Linked DNA regions of Gossypium hirsutum: regions 1 and 2 are each linked to region 3. The links are chromatin contacts, called in public Hi-C maps. All regions are on one chromosome and are shown on one strand. Each heading gives the region's core, a stretch centred on a gene start, on an enhancer-like site or on the middle of the called end of the contact. The rest is flanking DNA. Distances are from core to core; before and after follow the strand shown.

Region 1 (3,661 bases), core at 384-2,883, 170 kb after region 3:
GTTAAGAATGAAGTAAAACCAATTTTATTTTAATAATTTTAAAAAAAAATTCTAATTCTATTATAACTTTCTCGAACTCTTAAATCTCGAAAGAAAATCTACATTTAAGCTCATCTATATAATTAATTTTTTATATATAAATTATTGATTAACATAATAGGGGTGTTTATGTTTTTTAATCCCACATAATATATTTTTATAAAAAAAGTTAAATACTTTTTAAAAAGAATTATTTAAAAACTATTCTTTAAAGAAAAAACCATTTGTTTTATATAATTTTTTAAATTATCAACATTTAATATATCATATTTAAAAATTATCTAACTTAAAAGTTAACTAGAGACTAGAGATTAACTCAAGTAATCAATTTTTTTTATTTATTTTTTGACAAGTAAGAAATTATTTAAAACTTATTAACAAATAATATAAATTGACGGTAATCATATTTTTAGGTTTTATTTTTATTTTGACATGGTCAAATAATATATTATTTATTAAAAAAAGTTTATGTAAAAGTTACGTTTTTAGAATCCGCTTTTTTTACAACAAGCTTATGTCAAATTTTTATGTGAAACCTATGCTTGCAAATTTTTCATGTCCCAATGGTGAAGCTATCTCAACATCTGTAACTGTCAAGTTTCGATATGAAATTATTTTTTTTTTGTTGGGAGTTAAACCTAATAAATTTATAGTCTTTAGCAAATATCAAGTTTATATTTATTATAAACTTAACCCTAATCAGTAAATTATATAGAATTCGATACCCATAAGTGCTTTGTTTAATTATGTTTAAGTTTTCATCACTTACCATAAACTTAAACCTAATAAATGTATGCATCCACATATGTCAAATTTCTATATATTTAAGTTTTTACTATGTACCGTAAATTTAACTTTAATAAATACATTTTTATGGAGCTCGGCACCCGCGAGTATCAAGTTTAGGTTAAAATAAAATTTTAACTGTTTAACTCAACCTAACCCTTATAAATTACTGTCAATGTAATGGAATGTTTTCGAGAAAATCGAATGAGAAAATTTTGAGAGAGTTGAATTTTGAATAATTTTTTATCTTTTATTTTATGGAAGCAAAGTGTGCTTAAAGTTAGGTGTCAAACTTTTTCATTAAAAATCATCCATGAATTTGACATATACAAAAGACAAGTTCCTATCTATTACATCAATTCTTTTTTCATTACAAAATTTTTAAGGAAATTCTTAAAAAGCATTCAACATAATCTCGACAGTCACAGGTGGTAAATTTAAACAACGCTTTCTCATCATTACATAGTGAATAGATAATAGATTATATATATATTATTGAATAAAAATAAAGAAACTCGACATTTAGGTAGTAATAAAAAACATTTTTTTAAAATAATATTTTTTAGAATTTGAAAAAGTAAGTTTTGGGAAATAATATTTAAGTAAAAAAATAAACCCTATCTTTTTTTTAAAAAAATTTTAGAAAAAAAAAAAAGGAAGAAGCTAGAAATGAAATCATATAGTCATGGTAATGAAAAACGCCAGGTCCAAAGTTTAGAATTGGACCAAGTTGTAACAATGATAGAATAGTCGGCCCCAAAATGATTACATTCAATATATATTGTTGAAGGCAGTAAAGCCCAACATGCATTTGTGTTGTGAACTCGCAATTGAATTGCTCAACCCCTGATTTGATGCTAAAAGAAAGCTGAAGAAACAAAGATCAGAAAACCCAGAAACAGAGAGAGAGAATCATTAACCATTTTTTGTTTGTATAGTAGAGCCAAAAAAAAAAAGAATAAAAAGAAAAACAGAGGGCCTGAGATTGCAAGTAAGAGGCAACCCCCGCCCTCCACCATTTTAGAGCTTCTCCATTCTTCTTTTGCATCCGGGGGTTCCTCTATTTCTATTTTTGAATTGTTTATTTTTTTTTTCTATTTGCATATACGAATTCTTTGATTAATATAATTGAGAGAGAAAGTAAGAATTTGAGATAAAGAAACGAAGGGGAAAAACATGTCGAAGAAGAAGGCTTTCAGTGGCAACACTATGACTTTAAAAGATTTTCATGGTGGTTCAATCCCAACTGATCTCCCTCTCCCTTCTGCCCCGGGCGTGTAAGTACCCTAGTTTTAATTTCCACTTATTTTTATTTTTATTTTTTATTTATCTTTTTTTCCCTTTACTATTTGATGTATGCTTTTCTGGGTATAATTCAAAATGTTGAATTTGGGTCGTTTTATATTAGATCTGACAGCCACTGGATCTGCAACTGAAACCTTAGTTGTTAATATTTCTCTTTATTCTTATTGAATTTGATGGGAACAGGATTGTTAGGCCTTCCGATCGTTCAGGTTATGATAGGGGAACATCGTGGGGAAACCCCATGGGCCGGCCAGATCACCGTGCTCGGCCTAATTCATCTCCTGCAACTAGGCATTTTGATAATAAAACCCCATTTCTTACCAATTCAGTTCATATTGGTCGAAATTTCGATGAGGATGAAAGAACGCCGTTAGATGGAGTTTCTGCCCCACGTAGAACCATTAGTGATGAGAGTTTTCGGGCTCCGGCTAGACATCTGGAGCTGAAGCCAGAGTCTGCTTATGCGGGTAGGGTTTCAGGCCGACACGGATCAGCTCCTGTATCTCCATTGTCAAGTGGAAGGGGGCATTCACACTCTGGTAGAGTGTCTGAAGCTGCTCGTGGTGGTTTGAGTTCTCAGACTTTGGGGTGGAACCACGGGCAGGCTGCTTCGGGACCATACCCTAACGCATGGACATCTAGGAAGGAGATGTCGTTTAGTGTTGCAGAGCCCGTACAGTCTGCATGGTCTGAACAAAGTGCTGTCTCGAAGTTGGCTCATGCTAGTGCTCTTGAAAAGGTTTCTTCGGGTCGATGGCAGTCAAAGCAGTCCCTTCAATATCAGAAAGATATTGATGTTAGTAAACATTCAGAAGTAGAAAATGGTTTGCACTCCCAGGGTTATGATGATAAGATGTACAGCAGAATGAGCCTTGCGGGTGGAAGGGAGTATTCTGATGTGTCATTGGCAAGGCATGTGGAGAAGGGGTTGAATATTGAAGATGGAATTCATGGTGGGAGAAAGGAGTTACCGGAATATGAAAGGAACCGTAATCTTAATTATTTGGAAGTTAAAGAAAATAAATCAATGTTACATAGTGAAGCAGTTCGCTCAACTCATTCTGATGGCAAATTTGGTGGTTATGAATTGCAGTCGTCGCCATCAGCGCTGGCAGAAGCATCTGAGCGACCCAAGTTGAAGTTATTTCCTCGGAGCAAGCGATTAGATGGCCCCAAATCACCTGTTGTTGATCCTAAGCAGGTATTCTTCTGATGCCATACAATTGAAGTTTGAATTCATATGGTCCACCCCTAATTGTTATAAATGCTTGAAATAGGGGCACCAGCAGCCAAGTGAATTAATGCTTACTCATACTGAAATTGGTAACCATTCACATGAACATTTGCATACTTCAAAACCTGGTTTAGCTGGTAGTGAGAGTCGGAATCAGACAGTGGATCGTCCTAAGCTCAATTTAAAGCGACGTTCACAGCCCATCGAACAATTGGAAGGGAACATTGAGAAGGAAAGGTAGTATGTTTCTAGACTCTGAGTTAATGTTACTCTGTATGTATGTATAGCGTTCTTGTG
Region 2 (4,275 bases), core at 418-2,917, 140 kb after region 3:
GGGCTTTGTATTTGTGGAGGAAGTGATATGTACGGCGACCTTTCGCCTATATTCTGGCAGCTTGACTGCATATTATCTATTATGTGTCGTAGCGACACTATATGGTGTGTAGGGATAGGTGGGTGTTTTTAACCCCACATGACGTGATGGGATGGTCGGAGATGGTGTGTAGAGGATGCGGGTAGGAATCTGTATATCTGTTCTGTTTATCTGATTCTGATATATGCATCTTTTATGGACTTAGGTCCGAATCTATATCTGATTGTATATGATATATTGTGTATGATGTATGACTATTTCCGTTGGGTTACACACTGAGTTTACGAAAACTCACATCTGTTTGTCTGTTCTGTTCAGGCAATCCTCGAACTTAGATGGGTCGGTGCGACGGAGGCTCAACGGTGACCACTCTATCGAGATCTGTTTTTATTTAGTAAAAATGGTTTATTTTAAAAATCTAGTTTTCTTGATAGTTTGTAAATTTTGGAACTCTCTGGATTGTTTGGTTTAACTTTTGGATTTTGGATTTCGGTATTGCTTTCTTTTTCGCAACGCCAACAAAAACACTTTAGGCAAACAAATGGGTTTTTGGAATCATGAGCTTGGTTTTAAAAGATTTTTCAAACTTCCGCTGTGAAATAAATAGTTAACTTTAAATAACATCATATAACGGTTTCAGTAATGAATATGTTTTATAATACTTGGACGCTTTATCAAATAACTAAACATGATTTTATCAAAGTATCGTCAGTTTCAAAATCCTTCTTCGTAACACTCCCGGATTAGGCCATAATGTCCAGGCCAAGTTTGGGGTGTTGCACCCGACCCTGGACATCTTTATTTTGAAGTGGTTGCAAAAGAAATCGAGATTGCTTTTTTTTTTTGTTATTTCCTTGTTGATATTATTTATTTTTGTGTTGTGTTTTAATAAAAAAAAACACTTAATGATATTATCTAATTAGATTAATTTCTCAATTAACATAAAAATATAAATATCAAATCCTATCAAATTAAAGTACAACCTTTTCTATTTTTGTAAAAGTAGAAAATAAAATTCGTAATTACATATTGTTGTCTCCTGCTAACAAAATATAAGTTTAAAAATAATTTATTAATATATTTTGTTCGATTTGAAATTGTTTTTAATATCGTTAGAACAGGTTTTGCTATTCTTAAAAGAAATTGGGTTAAATTCGTGATTGTATTTAATTTTTTTAATAGAGTTAACAAAAAAGTTAATGAAAAATTGAAAATGACCTATTCGAAAAGTAGATAGACCAATTTTAAATAAACAAAAATAAAAAGATTGAATTCATATAAATTGATAAATACAAGGACTGATCTTTAAAGGTAGCCTTTTCTTTTTGGAAAAGCTAGCTGCATCTTAATTTTCATTTTTACAAAGTACGCTTTTTCTCCTTTCAGACTTGTCCTTTCTTCTCCACTCGGTCTTAGCAAATCGCTACCACACGTTTTGGTATGTTAACGAGTTCAAAAATACTATTATTTGACTCAATCAACGTATACACAAGTACCTAAATTATATACAATTCATTGTGTCTAGGTTCATCGAGCCCAATTTATGTAAGATTAACAAATAGTTTTAAAATTATTAAAATATTTCATAAAAATATACAAAATTCAAAAGTACATATAAAAAGCTCATAAAAGTTCAACCAAAAAACAAAAAAGAAGGAATACGCATAAAGGGAAATGTTTTCATAAATGAAGTGGGGAATGGGGTCTTCTTCTTCTTCAACATTTCTTCTGTTTCTTTATTCTTTTCTTCTTTCCCTTGCTACTCTTACCCTTTCGCAGCTTCATGATGTTTACTTTGAGCGTAACTGTAGTGATACCAATGGCAATTACACCCCAAACAGCGCTTACCAGACCAACCTCAATGCCATCATCTCTCAATTCCCCACTCTTACACATTTCAATTACGGCTTCTTCAATCTGTCTGCCGGTGAAAGCCCCAACAAAGTTTACTCAAGCGCACTTTGCAGGGGTGACTTAACTCAAGATCGTTGCTATAGTTGCCTCAACTACACCGCGACCGAGCTTGAGCGATTGTGCCCCTGGAACAAGACCGCCATCGCTTGGTCCGAGCTTTGTTTGGTGCGGTATGCCAACAGAGACATGTACGGACTTCTGGAGGACGACCCTCCTCGTACTTGTGCATTCAACGAGCAGAATGCGTCGAACCCTGTTCAGTTCAATCAAGCATTAAGTGATCTATTGAATGAGCTGAGCGCCAAAGCTGCAGCTGGTGGTCCTCTTCGCAAGTATGCAGCTGGCAATGCATCGGCTGGCAACTTGGAAATGGTATACGCTACGGTGCAGTGTACTCCTGATATGACCCAGGAAAATTGCGTAACTTGTCTAAATTTCGCCATGACAGAGCTTCGACTCTGTTGCCTTGGAAGGAAGGGATGCAGGGTTCTTAGACCAACCTGTGTCTTGAGGTTTGAGTCTAACCTATTTTATAATGAAATTGCAGTGCCTCTGCCATCACCTCCACCATCTCCAACAACTTCTCCGCCGCCCAAAGGTAAAACTTCCATCTCATCTCTTTGATACTTTGAAGTTTGACCTTTCTGTCTTCCGTGACAGAAGATTATTATGTTTATAATGTTTGAAACCATAAAAACAAAACTTAATACAAACTTAAAACTATAAATTAATATCTGTCATGTCAAATTATCAAAAACAAAATTAGATGCGGAAGTGTACTTGAATTCATCAATTTCTTGAAATCTATGTATCTTGGGGTTTTGATCTTCCAAATGAGCACACAAGTAGTTTATAAAGGTGAATCTCTCTTTTTCTAAAGATGGGATATTAGAAAAGTTTCTTATGTATAATTTGGGACCATAACTCTAATATATAACTTTTGCACATTAATATTAATTTCTAATCAGCGCATCATCAATTAGAAATTAGTTACCAGACTATCTAAACATATTTGACCCATATTTTATTTAATAACGAAAGTCCAATAAACTTTAACCAAATTAGATAACTTTTAATTTGGGCTAACATTTTATGATAGTAAATAATAATTATTATCTTTATTAAATATGTGATGTCTATAATTTTCAACAATCTCCCACTTGGACCACATATATTAATTACTCTCGTTTATTAATTATGTTAATATAGAACCAAGACGACTTTCGTTACATATATATCATAACTAAACCCATCCCTGATCACGTATATGAACATAATCAAATGACATAAACCAAGTATGGATGTGTAGAATGGAAATCACATGTAATGTGAACTAAACATGTTTATTTCCAACTGGTTCTCCTTAATCTTAGTGAGATCAAACTTTATCAAAATTAGAGTGTGAATAAACCAAATAAACTTTATTTATGTAGAAAATAAGCTTAATATCTGTAAACTAAAATAACTGAAAATGTGTCTGTAACATAAAAGCATTAAAAGTACAAACTCTTATTAAAACCAAATATCATTAAATGACATTACACCCATATGAGCAATGTGCTCATGAAAAGGCCTTGGGTGGTTGTCCCTTTGTAAGCGGGTTTGCAATCATGAAGCTTGTCCCAATATGCTTTATAAGCACCTAACCACTCTGAACTTGTACTTTAACAATCATGAACTTAAAGTTTATGTGTTTTGACTTTGATGTTCTCCTATTGTTATTGGAATAAAGGACTACCAATTATTGTCACAATTTGCACCCTAGGGACAAAATTTTGCATCAATATTCCATCATAATCAAAGTCTGTATATATGATTATCTCTAACTTATTAGACCTCCGATATGTGAGCATGTAATTTTTTGTTCTCTGAAGATACCTCATAACCTTATTGACTGCTATCCAATGGTCCATACTAGGGTTACTTAAATATCGGCCTAACTTCCCAACAATATACACAATATCCAGATTCGTATATACTTGAGCATACATTAGACTCCCCACTACTAAAATGTAAAAAATCTTATGCATTTTCGTAATCTCAAAATTATTCTTAGGGCATTGGTTGAAAGCAGTAGTTCATTAACATATAAAACCAAATATAGAACCTTACTCCCACTGAACTTGTGGTATATACAAATATCTACCAAATTCTTCTCTAAACCGAATGAGATAATCATTTGGTAAAATTTGTAATACTATTGACTAGAAGTCTGCTTAAGCCCATAGATGGAGTTCTTTAATTTGCAAATCATTAACTTTGCATCATCAAACACGAAATTCTCTAATTGCATCATATAAATGTATGATAAATGTTACCATT
Region 3 (4,257 bases), core at 1,300-3,799:
GCTACCACACGGTCGTGTGCCACACACGGTCACCCCATATGACCGTGTGTGTTCTGTTAAGTTTGGTGCAGGTTTCACACTGTCTAAGACACGGATTGAGACACGGCCGTGTGTCTCAAGTCAGTAGGTTACATGGGCCAGCACAAGGCCTGCGACATGACCGTGTGAACCACGTCAGTGAGTTGCACGATCTATGACACGGGCTAGGGCATAACTGTGTGTTCTTACTTTGAATGCTCACACAGTTTGAGCCGTGCCACACGGTTTGGCTACACGACTGTGTGACCCCTGTTTTCTAAAATTTCAAGTTTTCCCAAAAAAATTATGTTTTGATTCATTTTTATCCTTGATTACTTTCAAACTAATTTTTGGGCCTCGTAAACCTGAATTATGGCCCATGTGAATATTTATTCTATGAATTGATATGGGTTTATAGGTTAATTGAATATTTGTTTTGAATTAAGATAAATTGTTTTGTTTGGTTTTGTAACACTCCAATCCTTAATCTGGCAACGGAAAAGGGATGTAGGTGTTACACACCAGATTCTAGTCTAACACAAAACTTCTATTTTTCATCAAGATTGTTATAACTTCTTGCCCCAATGAGTCAAATATAATGCAGTTATAATTCTTAAAGAGAATATTATAATTTTTCTCAAGCACTTGACCAATCCTAAGGTGATTCTGATATATCGCAGGTACTAAAAGAACATCTGAAATTATTTTAGTACCTGATGGCGAACTGATCACCACTTTGCCCTTGCCTTTAGCTTTTAAGAGTTCGTGGTTACCAATTCCCACCTTAAGATCGCAACTTCTGTCAATCTTTTTGAAATTGCTTTCATTTGAGGTCATATGGTTGGTGCATCCATTATCGATAAACACACCTTTCATCACTCTATTTTTCTATGTAGAACTTGTGGCTGCAAACACCTGCTTCTCCTGAATGTGATCTCCCTCAGCCTGAGCCTACACATTCTGTTGAGAGGTTAGCCTTTTGTTTTTGCATACTTTTTCCATGTGACCTAACTGCTTCCATGATCTAGATTTTATATTTGGTCTACACCAACAATAATTTTCAATGTGAGTGTTTTTCTTATAGTGCGAACATGGTGAATATTTCTTCTTTCTACCATCTTGTTTTACCCTCTTATTCTTCTCTCTCCTTCTTTTCTTACCCTTATAGTTCTAGAAGTTTGTGCCCTCAACAATCAGGGCTCGCAGTGCTTCTTCTATGTGCTCCTCTCGCCTTGATGCTCTTCTTTACTCTTGAACATACAGGACATTTATTAATTCTGAAAAGAGATCGCCGAGAGGTCCCTTAAGTCATCAAGTGAGGAAATCTTAGATTCATACCTCTCAGAAAGTGTTGTTATGACCTTCTCAATGACCCTGCCATTTGCGAACTCTTCCCCAAGTAACCTGATGTTATTAACAACCGCCATAATCCCTTATGCACACTACTTCACCGTTTCAACCTCCTTCATCTTTAAATTCTTAAAATCTCTTCTGATATTAATGAATTGTTGCTGTCTGGTCTTATTCGAACCTTGAAACCCTTCCTTTAGCTTATCCCAAGTTTTTTTTGGAGTCTCGTAGTTTTTGCCATTGAAAATGATTGATGAAGGTGGTTAAAAATTCGCAGAAGCCATGTATAACTTAGAAAAAAAAACAACAACCCTTAAGGAGATAGCTCTGATACTAATTATTGGAATTTTGATATTCAAGAAGAAAAAATTGCTCAGAAGAAACGAAAAATTTAACAACAAAATTGTCTGCTAAATTTTATATAGTTTTTCCTTTATATTTAAATAATGTAACATAAGTACTAATAACAAGAACTCCTAAATATAGAAAGAAATAATAAAGATTTTATACTAATAAATACTAAATTCTGTAAAACATAACTTGCACGCAAACTCTTCAAATCCAGTTGCTACTAATTTGCGAAAGTAATGAGTTCGCCACTTTCTGTCAGTTCGCTCAAAAGACTATCCGCCAAATAATTTACTTTCGGTCAGTTTGACAAATGTGTACGTCATTTGGCCTGTCCTCCATGTTTTGTTCACCAATCTTGGTTAGTTCACAAAACTTAGAGTACGCCAAGTCTGGGGAGTTCGCCAGTTGTGCATCTGCATGAATGGTCATTTCACAATAGTTTCTACCTGAAAATTTTGACACCAAAGACAAGGGCAAGGGACTTGGCTTTCCAATTAATTACCATTTCTTTTTTAACTTGTCAAAGACAAAGTTCATCCACCAAAAGAATTTTCAACGTTTTTATAGACTTATTTAAGCCTTGGCCAGATACAGTGCATACTACCACATGAAATGGTCATTTTCTGATATTGCTACTTACAACCTGCTGCATGTCATTGGCCAATTTTCAGCTTCCGCTAGGTTTGAGTTTCTAGTATTAGCATATACAATCTCTTCCACTATGCCAAATTGCAGTTTCCTCCCGATTTCCAATCCATTTGCCATGTATTAGTCTTCTCATGAGAGTTAGTATAGGATGTTGATATATATTTTTAATTTGAAACCGTGGAAATGTGAAGTATTAGTACATGATTTTCATGGGCCATTGACTTTGACTAGTTTATTTCAGATTATTCAAATCCATAGCCGAGCAGTGGCTTTCTTAGAAATTTACGATTAATTAGGTCTGTATCAAGCCTGGACTTTAATAAGTCGTCTTTAAGAAAATTCCTACAGATTTATCTACCAATTCCTAAATCATGAAGGTTTTAAGCATCCAACTTCGTGACAGAAGGGGGCATTCATCATTATAATATATTCTCAAAATCCTACATTAAGGATGACAATGGATCTTCCATGGTTGTTTTTGTTCTCTTCTTTAACCATTGCATTCTTTCTTACTGTTACCGTTGCTCAACAAGAGTATCTATACCATTTTTGTTTAGACCTCAATGGTAACTTCACCAGAAACAGCACTTACCAGGCGAACCTCGACCGACTGCTTTCGTCTTTCACCCTCAATACATCAAATGAAAACGGGCTCTACAATTTTTCATCAGGCCAAGGCTCCAACATAGCCAACGCACTTGCACTTTGCAGAGGAGATGTGAACTCAAGTGATTGCTTCACCTGCATCAATAATGCAAACGATAAGCTCAGAAACAGCTGCCCTTACCAAAGAGAGGCGATTATATGGTATGACTATTGCATGTTCCGCTACACAAATCGTACCATCCTTGGTGTTGCAGAAACCTTGCCTAGTCTTTACACGTGGAATTTAAATAACGCCACGAGTACTAAAGATGCTTTCAAGCAGGCCGTGAGTTCTTTAATGGACAACCTAGCAAACATTGCTTCAACGGGGACATCCCTTGGAAAGTTTGCAACAGGAAGTGCACTGTCACCTTTCCAAGCAATATATGCGCTTGTTCAATGCACTCCTGATTTGACAATGAATGAGTGCAGCTATTGCCTGTCACAGGCCATTGGAGAAATTCCGCAATTCTTGGACACAAAACGAGGAGGCAGGATATATATGCCTAGTTGTTATTTTAGGTTTGAGATTGAACGCTTCTATGATCTTACTGCTGCTGATACTGGTACATCAATACCATCCCCACCTTCTCCCCCGCCTTCAAACGACACCACAACAATAGGTACCTTCTCTTCTTTGTTTTATTAAGACAACAGTTGTTTCTTTTACCAAATAAGAATACCCAGAATTTCACCAACTTGTAAAATGGGATGAGTGCCTGTGACAATTTTTTTTTGTTGTTGGAAAAAATCTAGAGACCGTAAAGAGAAGGGACACTTAAAATGGCTTACATTGACTTCATCACTTACAATTTTTTATATAGATGTTCTAAGTGACTTTAGATTCGATGGATTCATCCATTCTGCTCAAGTAATTAATATTGATCTATTACATTCATGCTTCTTAGTTAAATAATTACTAGATATCCTAAATTTGTCCATTCTAATCACAATGATTGAATACAAACTTTAATGAAAGCACATTATTCAAGCATGAACAAAGGGTTTTCTAATTTAATTAACTAAATTAACCTACTTTCTTATCCTTTTGCCTGTGCAATTGGCTAGAGTAGTTCCAAAGTTCATATTTCTTCTATCAAATAGGAAACGCTTTTTTAAATTTTGCAGTAAATAAGCATAATTCATCTCGAACGACTATTGTCGTATCCATCTCGGCTGTTGCTTTTGCTGTACTATTCATTTCGAGCTGCATGTTCATCATTTCAAGGATGAGGAAGCCAAAGC

The links. A called contact is a pair of places that touch in the nucleus more often than the background predicts.
Region 1: a contact with region 3 is called in a Hi-C map of leaf, with 2.6 times the contacts expected there. The contact joins the promoter of LOC107891799 here to the promoter of LOC107891808 in region 3. A contact is called at or near these places in 12 of 34 Hi-C or Micro-C datasets (anther, cotyledon, hypocotyl and 2 more).
Region 2: a contact with region 3 is called in a Hi-C map of leaf, with 3 times the contacts expected there. The contact joins the promoter of LOC107891800 here to the promoter of LOC107891808 in region 3. A contact is called at or near these places in 5 of 34 Hi-C or Micro-C datasets (fibers and leaf).

Annotation. Positions count from the first base shown.
Region 1 is chrD09:33,620,509-33,624,169 of Gossypium_hirsutum_v2.1, forward strand. LOC107891799 reads left to right here and starts at 1,634. Exons shown (of 6, transcript XM_016816713.2): 1 at 1,634-2,102; 2 at 2,314-3,331; 3 at 3,408-3,601. The coding sequence starts at 2,002.
Region 2 is chrD09:33,589,476-33,593,750 of Gossypium_hirsutum_v2.1, forward strand. It overlaps LOC107891800 (putative receptor-like protein kinase At4g00960), which reads left to right and starts at 1,668. Exons shown (of 6, transcript XM_016816716.2): 1 at 1,668-2,551. The coding sequence starts at 1,726.
Region 3 is chrD09:33,452,983-33,457,239 of Gossypium_hirsutum_v2.1, forward strand. It overlaps LOC107891808 (cysteine-rich receptor-like protein kinase 26), which reads left to right and starts at 2,550. Exons shown (of 7, transcript XM_016816728.2): 1 at 2,550-3,635; 2 at 4,141-4,257. The coding sequence starts at 2,819.